2 separate regions of the Mus musculus genome follow, and region 2 is linked to region 1. A link is a contact called in public HiChIP or PLAC-seq data. All regions are on one chromosome and are shown on one strand. The core of a region is the stretch at or near the end of the contact, and the rest is flanking DNA. Distances in the headings are between cores, read along the strand shown. Region 1 holds the start of Relt (RELT tumor necrosis factor receptor). Region 2 overlaps Arhgef17 (Rho guanine nucleotide exchange factor (GEF) 17).

The links. HiChIP or PLAC-seq counts read pairs in DNA pulled down with a chosen protein or histone mark.
Region 2: a contact with region 1 is called in an H3K27ac HiChIP or PLAC-seq map of embryonic stem cells, with 7 read pairs. The contact joins the enhancer-like site here to the promoter of Relt in region 1. A contact is called at or near these places in 3 of 39 promoter capture datasets (embryonic stem cells and second pharyngeal arch cranial neural crest), 1 of 484 Hi-C or Micro-C datasets (uterus), 3 of 115 datasets of contacts at active chromatin or transcription factors (the HPC-7 cell line and embryonic stem cells) and 1 of 9 other capture datasets (adipose tissue).

The regions. Positions count from the first base shown.
Region 1 is chr7:100,861,897-100,865,418 of GRCm38.p6, reverse strand. Relt (RELT tumor necrosis factor receptor) reads left to right here and starts at 2,006. Exons shown (of 11, transcript NM_177073.6): 1 at 2,006-2,125.
Region 2 is chr7:100,916,453-100,920,381 of GRCm38.p6, reverse strand. All of the region lies in intron 1 of Arhgef17 (Rho guanine nucleotide exchange factor (GEF) 17), which reads left to right. Among named protein-coding and RNA genes, the nearest start is that of Arhgef17, 14 kb to the left of the region's middle. Within about 2 kb of position 2,026, at least 99 of the 459 cell types and tissues checked have an H3K27ac peak or open chromatin away from gene starts, as enhancers often do. A contact at or near this core is called in embryonic stem cells and uterus, where this site is marked.

The sequences.
Region 1 (3,522 bases), core at 757-3,256:
AGAGAACATTCAGGCAAGTCTGAGCACGTCACTGCTCCCCAGTGGGTTTCCACCATGGACTGTGATGTGGGGCTCTGGGCCCATCCCCAGATTTGGGGGAGCACAGTTGACATTGAATGTATTGGTTTGTTTTTGTTTTTTGTTTTTCCAGGACAGGATGTCACTTTGTATCCTTGGCTGGCTTGCAGTTCACTATGTAGACCAGGCTGGCACAGAACTCAGGGAGATCTGGTTGTCTCTGCCTCCAGTGCTCTGGGGTTAGAAGCACAAGTCACTAGGCCTGCTGCGCTCATGATTTTGACACCAGTAACGTGGAACTTTTTCTGCCCTGTCCCCAAAACCTGGGCTCAGCCAGGTTAATGGAAACTCTCCCCTCCCTCTCGTCTCTCAGGTGTCCAGTTCTCCTCCTGGAATTTCCCAGGCTCTGGGGACCTGACCTTTCCTTTCCTTTCCTTTCCTTTCCTTTCCTTTCCTTTCCTTTCCTTTCCTTTCCTTTCCTTTCCTTTCCTTTCTGTGGCTCAAATTCTATGACTTAATTTGTTTACCAGCCCACCCATTCCCAACAGACATATTTACTTCCTCAACCTCTTCCGTGAGCTGTGATTATCCTGATTCCAGCCAGGCCTCTGTCTCCCGCACTGGGCTCCTCTGTGCTGTCCGAGTTTCATCTCATCCTGCTCTCCTGGCCACCTTAGATTCTTTGAATGATGCTGGGGGAGTGGGAAGGTAACGGAAGAGAAGGCTGTGGGAGCTGAGATGTGCTACTGCTAGTGCCACCGCACCACTACTGCTACTACCACCGCACCATACCACACACGGGCCCAGTTTATAACCATTGCAAGAGTGCAATGGTTACTTACTGCCTGGCTTCTACAACGATGTCTCATAGTGTTGGTCACTCTTTTTGTGTTTGCTTGCTTGTGAAACAATGTCTCCATATGTAGCCCAGGCTGGCTTGGAACTCAGGAGCTTCCTGCCTCTGCCTCCCAAATCCTGGCCTCCCAGTCCGTTACTTCTCCTGTCCTCCACTGGACACTGCGATGGCTGGCATTGGTGATAGAAGAGTGGGACCGCTGGTGTTAGGGGAGAGGATTGTCATTGTCATACCTACTTGGGGGAGGAACCAGCTACCCTGAAGGAAGGGGTATTTAGGCCAGGTTCCAAAGGAATTCACCAGGTGAGCATTCCTTATAGTCTCTCTTATTAGCTAGGTGGGGGATTCTAGAAACCAGCTTGGGTCTCATCCAAGACACTGAGGGTGCTCTTACCCACAACCAATTCCAAAGACTATTCCCAGGCAGTGGCAGCTGTGGCCCTAGTTACACAGGCAATGGTGACAGGATCTGAGTAGCATTCATGTCTCAAGCACCTTTTCGCTGCATCACACAAGCCCAGATTTCTTGGTTCGGAGCACACACACACACACACACACACACACACACACGCCCGCACGCGCGCGCGCACACACACACACACACCACACACACACACACACACACACACACGCCCGCACGCGCGCGCACACACACACACACACACACCACACATACACACACACACACACACACACACACACACACACACACACACACACGGCCGCGCCTCCCTGATGCGCCCCAAGGGATGCATGCGCACACACACACACACACACACCACACATACACACACACACACACACACACACACACACACACACACACACACACACACACACACACACACACACACACACACACACACACACACACACACACACACACACACACACACACACGGCCGCGCCTCCCTGATGCGCCCCAAGGGATGCATCTGAAGAACATCCTAGTCGTAGCCCCTGCAGTTCCTAGGAGGCTCAAGAGGTGGCGATGCGGAGCAGCGTGGCCTGGCGGGAGAATCGTGAGCCCTTGGCCCGCAGAGGGGCTCGGGGTTAGGGGCCGCAAGTCGGAGCTCTGACGTCGGGGGCGGGGCCAGAAGCCGTGACGCGAGGGGAGGGGCCGCGCAGCTTCCCGGCCAGGCCGGCGATTCATTCAAAAGGCGCGCAGGCTGCGCGGCCGGCCCCGAGCGCTCGCCTAGCGGGGCCCCGGCGCCGCGTCGGACGCTGAGCGAAGCTGGTGCTGCGGGCCAGGTAAGGAGGGTGCGCACGGCCCTCAGCCCCGCTCCGCTGCTCCGAGGAAGTTCTCCTGAGCGGCGGATGCGTCAGCCCCGCTCTCCTGCCCAGTCCCGTCCCATCCTGGTGCTGTCTACGCGTCCCGGAGCCCCCGGGCTGCGCGTCCTCCCGGCACCGCGCGCGGCGCAGTCTGTCAGAAGGTGCGCGAGAGGAAGCAGCGGAACTTGGCGTGCAAGGGGTCGGGGGAGCCCGGGAAACTTGGACTGACACCAAAGGCCGGCTGCGGGACGGGACGGCGGCGCCTCGGTGCGGCTGCAGCGCGGGGCGGCCGGGAAGGGGGGGGGTGTTCTGAACGGTGTCAGCCAGTGACTGTGGGTGACACGGCGCATGAGGCGGCCTGGCCCGGGCGAACGTGTGGCTGGGACACTGGGCGGTGACGCCGAGCCTAGCGGGCGACACAGAGGGGCTCTGTGTGTGAGGCAGGCAGAGTGTGTGTGATTGTGTATGTGAGAGACCCCAGGTCACTGGGGTCACTGTGTGTGGCCGGCCTGTAGTGTGACCCGGGCTAGTTGTGAGTATAAGGTAGAACAGAGGAACCCTAAATAACTTAAGCAAGCCCTGAATCACGGGGTCATAGGGTGCATGTGGGACGGGGTGGGGGGGGAGGGAGGAGAGAGAGAGAGAGAGAGAGAGAGAGAGAGAGAGAGAGAGAGAGAGAGAGAGACTGTCTGCCTGCCTGCCTGCCTAGGATAGAGTAAGACAAGGAGGAACCTGACACCTTCCAGTGTTTGAGGGGCCAAGGAAGATCAGGAGTCTAGGGAATAAAGATCTCTCTCCAAGACACCCTTAGAGTTCAGTTTAGTGAGTTTGCACGCAGACATGACCTAGCAGAGGAAGCCAGAATTGGGTGGGCTAGCCCCTCTGGCACAGAGAAGACCTGAGGTGGTCTCAGTCTCCACTCCACTCCACGCTCACACACACACACACACACACACACACACACACACACACACACTGAAGTCCCCAACATCTAGCAAGGCACTGTGTATTCTGTTTTGTGATCAGATCTACCCCTGCTAAGCCTCAGTCTCCCAGTCTGCAGAGAGGTGTGAATAGCCTGTGAATCATCACTTTGGGATCCTCTATTGTTTTTGGGTCAGTCTTCTCCATTCTCCTCTCCCCTCCAGACAGAAAGACTGCAGTGGGGGTGGGGGCAGGCGTCTGCTTGTGACACAATGGAGTGGTCCAAGGTTCCCATGTGTTGGTGAACAGTTGGAAACAGTCTTGCTCACAGTTGGTCAAGAAGATGTCAGGCTCCCACTCAAAAGCCACTGGCCCTTTAGATACTGAAACCTCAATCCAAAGACACTTCTCTACCCAGGTCTCCTTTTTCAGCCCCCTGGTTGGAAAGAGAG
Region 2 (3,929 bases), core at 777-3,276, 55 kb before region 1:
TAACATTGGACCTCAGCTGTGAGCCTCGGCTTCCTGCTCTATAAGATGGAGTTTCTGAGGAATTATGAGGACAAAATGATAAAGTTAATAAAGCCTTCTCCCTAGGACTCCAAGGCTAGACTGCTCTCAGAAATGTGCCTGCTTGGTGTGTACTCTGAGTTGTCACTCTCAGAGGGTAGTAGCCCTTTAGTTATGTCATGAAGCGTTCTGACCACCACCATCCCCCCAAGAACCCTGACCTCTTAACTTGATTGTGTTGGTTGATTTGAGATTGATGTCCTTTGTCTTGGAATTCTGGAGGGAGGGCAAGGCAGGCAGGTCTGGAGCCAGTGGTAAGGCTGGGAGGACCAATGCAAGGGAGCAAGTGCAAGGTTGGTGTCAGTTTCCTGTTTATTGGTTCCCAGGGGGTGACAGGCCCTGCTCTTTGCTGCAGTGTGGAGCAGGAGAGATGGAGGCCATGCTCCTGGCTGCCAGCCAGCCCCAGAGCTGGGCCTCCTGGGATGGCCGAGACCCCATTCCCCCACCCCTGGACAAACATTCAGTTCTTTCCCAGGACGGGGCACTGGAGGTTAAGGAACAGATGTGGAAGGGAAGGGAAGATGAGAAGGACCCTCCCCCACCCCAGTAAAAGTCCTGTGGACTCTGTCTTTCTTGGCTGCTGGTTTTTGTTCTGGTACATGGTTGTCCCCCTGGACGGGTGTGTTCAGATGCCAACGCCTTGACAAACCAGGAGGTCAGAAGGGAGAGGAAGAGAGGTAGGGCCTTGGGTGCCAGAGTCACCCATCTGGAAAGACTCCAGACATCAGCTTTGCCTTCTCCCCACTCCCGGCCCCTGCTTCATTAAGAAGGTGAAAGTCTTGATACCCTATGATAATGAGTCCTCCTGCCACTGCCCCAGCGCTGCCTGGGGATTGCCAGCATGGGGGTGGGGGGCAGTCACCAAGAGTTCCAGAAGGAGGGGAAGTGATGGGGTCCACTGGCATTTGGGGGAATTGATCAAAGCCAGGGCAGCAAAAGAAAGCCATTGTATGTGTCAGAGGCCAGTGGAGAACAGAGGTCTCGGGTGACCAGCACATGGAGGGAAGCTGTACGTGCTGGGGCCAGTATGAAGGCCTTGGGTGCTGAGTCTCACCCCTAGGCAGGGGGAGCCATGCAGGATGAGGAACTGAAGGGGCACTGCAGCTTTGTATGGTGATGGTGCCCTGTGAGGTTCAGACTGGAGGAAGTGGCGGTGGTGACAAGCCTGAGCCCAGGGATGCAGGATGTGCCAAAGAAGACTGTGTAGAGAGAATTTGGAGTTCCAGATGGAGTTGAATTTGGGCTCACAAGCTGGGATGAGGGAGTGGGGCAGGGTGAAGGGTGAGCCATGCCCCCTTTACCAGGCACAACTTCTCTCTGGAGGGGTAAAGGGCCCTGAACCCTGACTCCGAGTCCAGTTTACTACTCCTTGTCCAACTTCAGGCTCCCTGCTGGGTGGAGGTACCCTGCCACTCACAGGAGTTCCTAGGGAACAGCTAGGCTACAACTCCAGTCCGCACTTTTGGAAGAGGCCCCATGAAAGGAGCATGGTTTGAGAGCAGGCAGACTTACCATGTTGATTTTGATTCAGGCCAAGTCACCCTGCCTCAGTCTTCCCACCTGTGAAGTGGGGATCCCAGCTATGGTTCTTGAATATTCAGGCTCTCAAGAGGTGGGGTGGAGTAAGTACTATGGTGGTTAGTAGGCAGCCTGGTAACACTATCCACAGTGGGACCTAGGGTCAGAGCTAAGAACCCTTCTGATATTTGTCCCTCGACCACAGCAGTGCTGAACTGTGGCCCTGAGGAGGCCTTGAGAGAAAGCTGGGCTGAGACAAAAGGGAGTAGAAAGACTCAGCTTGGGGATTGACGTGAGCCTGTTTCCCCATCAGATGCCTGTGAGACCCCTGCAAACTCCTTGCTGCTCACAGGGCCCTCTTCTCAGCTCTGGCCTGCACCAGTCACTTCCAGGCCTCTCCCCAAGGCCAGCGGGGGCGTTGCCTGGGGCGGGTGCGGAATTTCCGAGGGAATGGCTAAATTCAGCCCTAGCTAAAAATAGTCTGGGGCCTGGCCCCAAAGCTGGAGGAGCAGGAGGAGGAGGAGGAGGAGGGAGACAAGGAGGAAGAGGAGAAGGCGGTGGCGGTGGCGGTGGCTGCAGACCAGAGAGAGTAATTTCCAGCTACCTTCTTGCCCTGCCTCCACCATCACTGGGGCCTGGGCCTCTTGTGGCCTCACAGACATCTGCTTCTTTCTCCTCACTCACATACACATAGGCCTTCTCGCTTCTGGGGTTTCTGCCCCCGCTCCCCCACAACGTCTCATGCTGTACCTGCTCTGAGTCCTGAGTCTTGTGCTGTGTTCAGTTGAGTCCCCACCCCTGGATGGGGAAAGGCCTCTGAGAATCCTGATCAGGACTGTGCCCCTCCCCCTCAGCTTCCCCTGATCTAGGATGCTTCTACGGCCCTAGCTGGGCACACTTGGAAAACTCTGGGGTATGAAGATACGAGTGTGAACCCCTGGATCCCCCAGTTAGCTCTGGCAAGTGGCTGCCCGTGCCAAACCATCCTTCCTGGCACACAGTGGAACTGCACTGTAAACTTATTTATTAAATCCACGTAGCGAGACCCGAGGAAGCCAGCAAAGCCCTGCTCCAACCTTCCCTGAAGCCCTCTATACTTATGCCAGCCTTGGATTTGCTCTTTGGGGAGACCAAGAAGTGGAAGCTGGCACAAAGGCCGTAGGGACATGGTGGCAATCAGACCCTGAGGCTAGAGGCGGTAAGAGGCCTGGCTCAGGTCTCGGAGACCGTGACTGGTGGCATTTATAACCTAGGTTGACCTTACTTCAAGGCTGGGCTGTGAGTTTCTTCAGGTCCACAGTAACTCTCTGGGCTCAGGTCGGGTGTGAATTATCACAGCAGGAAAGCTTGTCAAGAGTTTGACTAGACACAGGTCTGGGCACTTCTGGTTTTTTGTTTGTTTTTTTATTAATTTTATGCTCAATTTTATATTCAGGAGATCTAGCGGGTCTCCTGCATGCTTGGGAAGTGCTCTAACCACTGTGTTACATCTTCAGCTTGCTCTGAGCACTTTATCTATATTTCCTCACTGAGTCTTCACAGCAGCGCTGTGGGGAGTAGGGACTGCCACTCTGCCCGGATGAGCCTGAGCGTGACACTGCGGAGCCTGCAGACTGGGACAGCTGAGTGGCTAAGAAGGAGTTCACACTCTTGGCCCCACAGCTCTAGCACCTCCAGGTGTTCACTGGGACCCTGGCTTTCAGAACTCCCATTGCTACGGTGAGCTCAGGACGTGACAAGATGCATCCACTGGATTCACAGCCTGTGGTCCCAGCTCCAGGAACTAGCACATAGCAGTTGGTAAATAGTAGTGAGTAGTGAGCCTTGCACTGACAGGCTGGTTACAAGCTGCAGAGGGAATGTGTGTTTCCTGTATTCGTTGCGCCCGGGGACTCTTCTTTTGACGTTGGAGCAGAGGTGAGTGGTGTGGAGCTCCTTGCTGGTGGAGAGCTCTGGCTCTGGAGTTTGGGAAGGTGCTGAGATGGCCAGGAAGGGGAGCTGCTAGGCCCAGCAGGGCTGGCGCAGTCCTGCCTGCAGTATCTGGAAAGCAGATCTCTTGGGCCATGGCCGGGGTGACTCAAATGGAGACCAAAAAAACCTTCCATATTTGGATAAAGAGCCCAGAGAGACTCAGGCTGACTCCCCCATCCAGGCCTCCTGCCTTGGCTTCTTCTGGGCCCCCAGCCCTGAGTCCTGTCTCTCAAGTTTAAGTCCTGGGTCCAGGCAACCATGTGCTTCCCTCCCCTCAGTCATCAGGCTCTTCTACCTTCTGCATGGCCAGGCCTAGGCTCTGGGTACCAAATCTGTGCTAGAGCTGGGCATGAAGAGAAGAG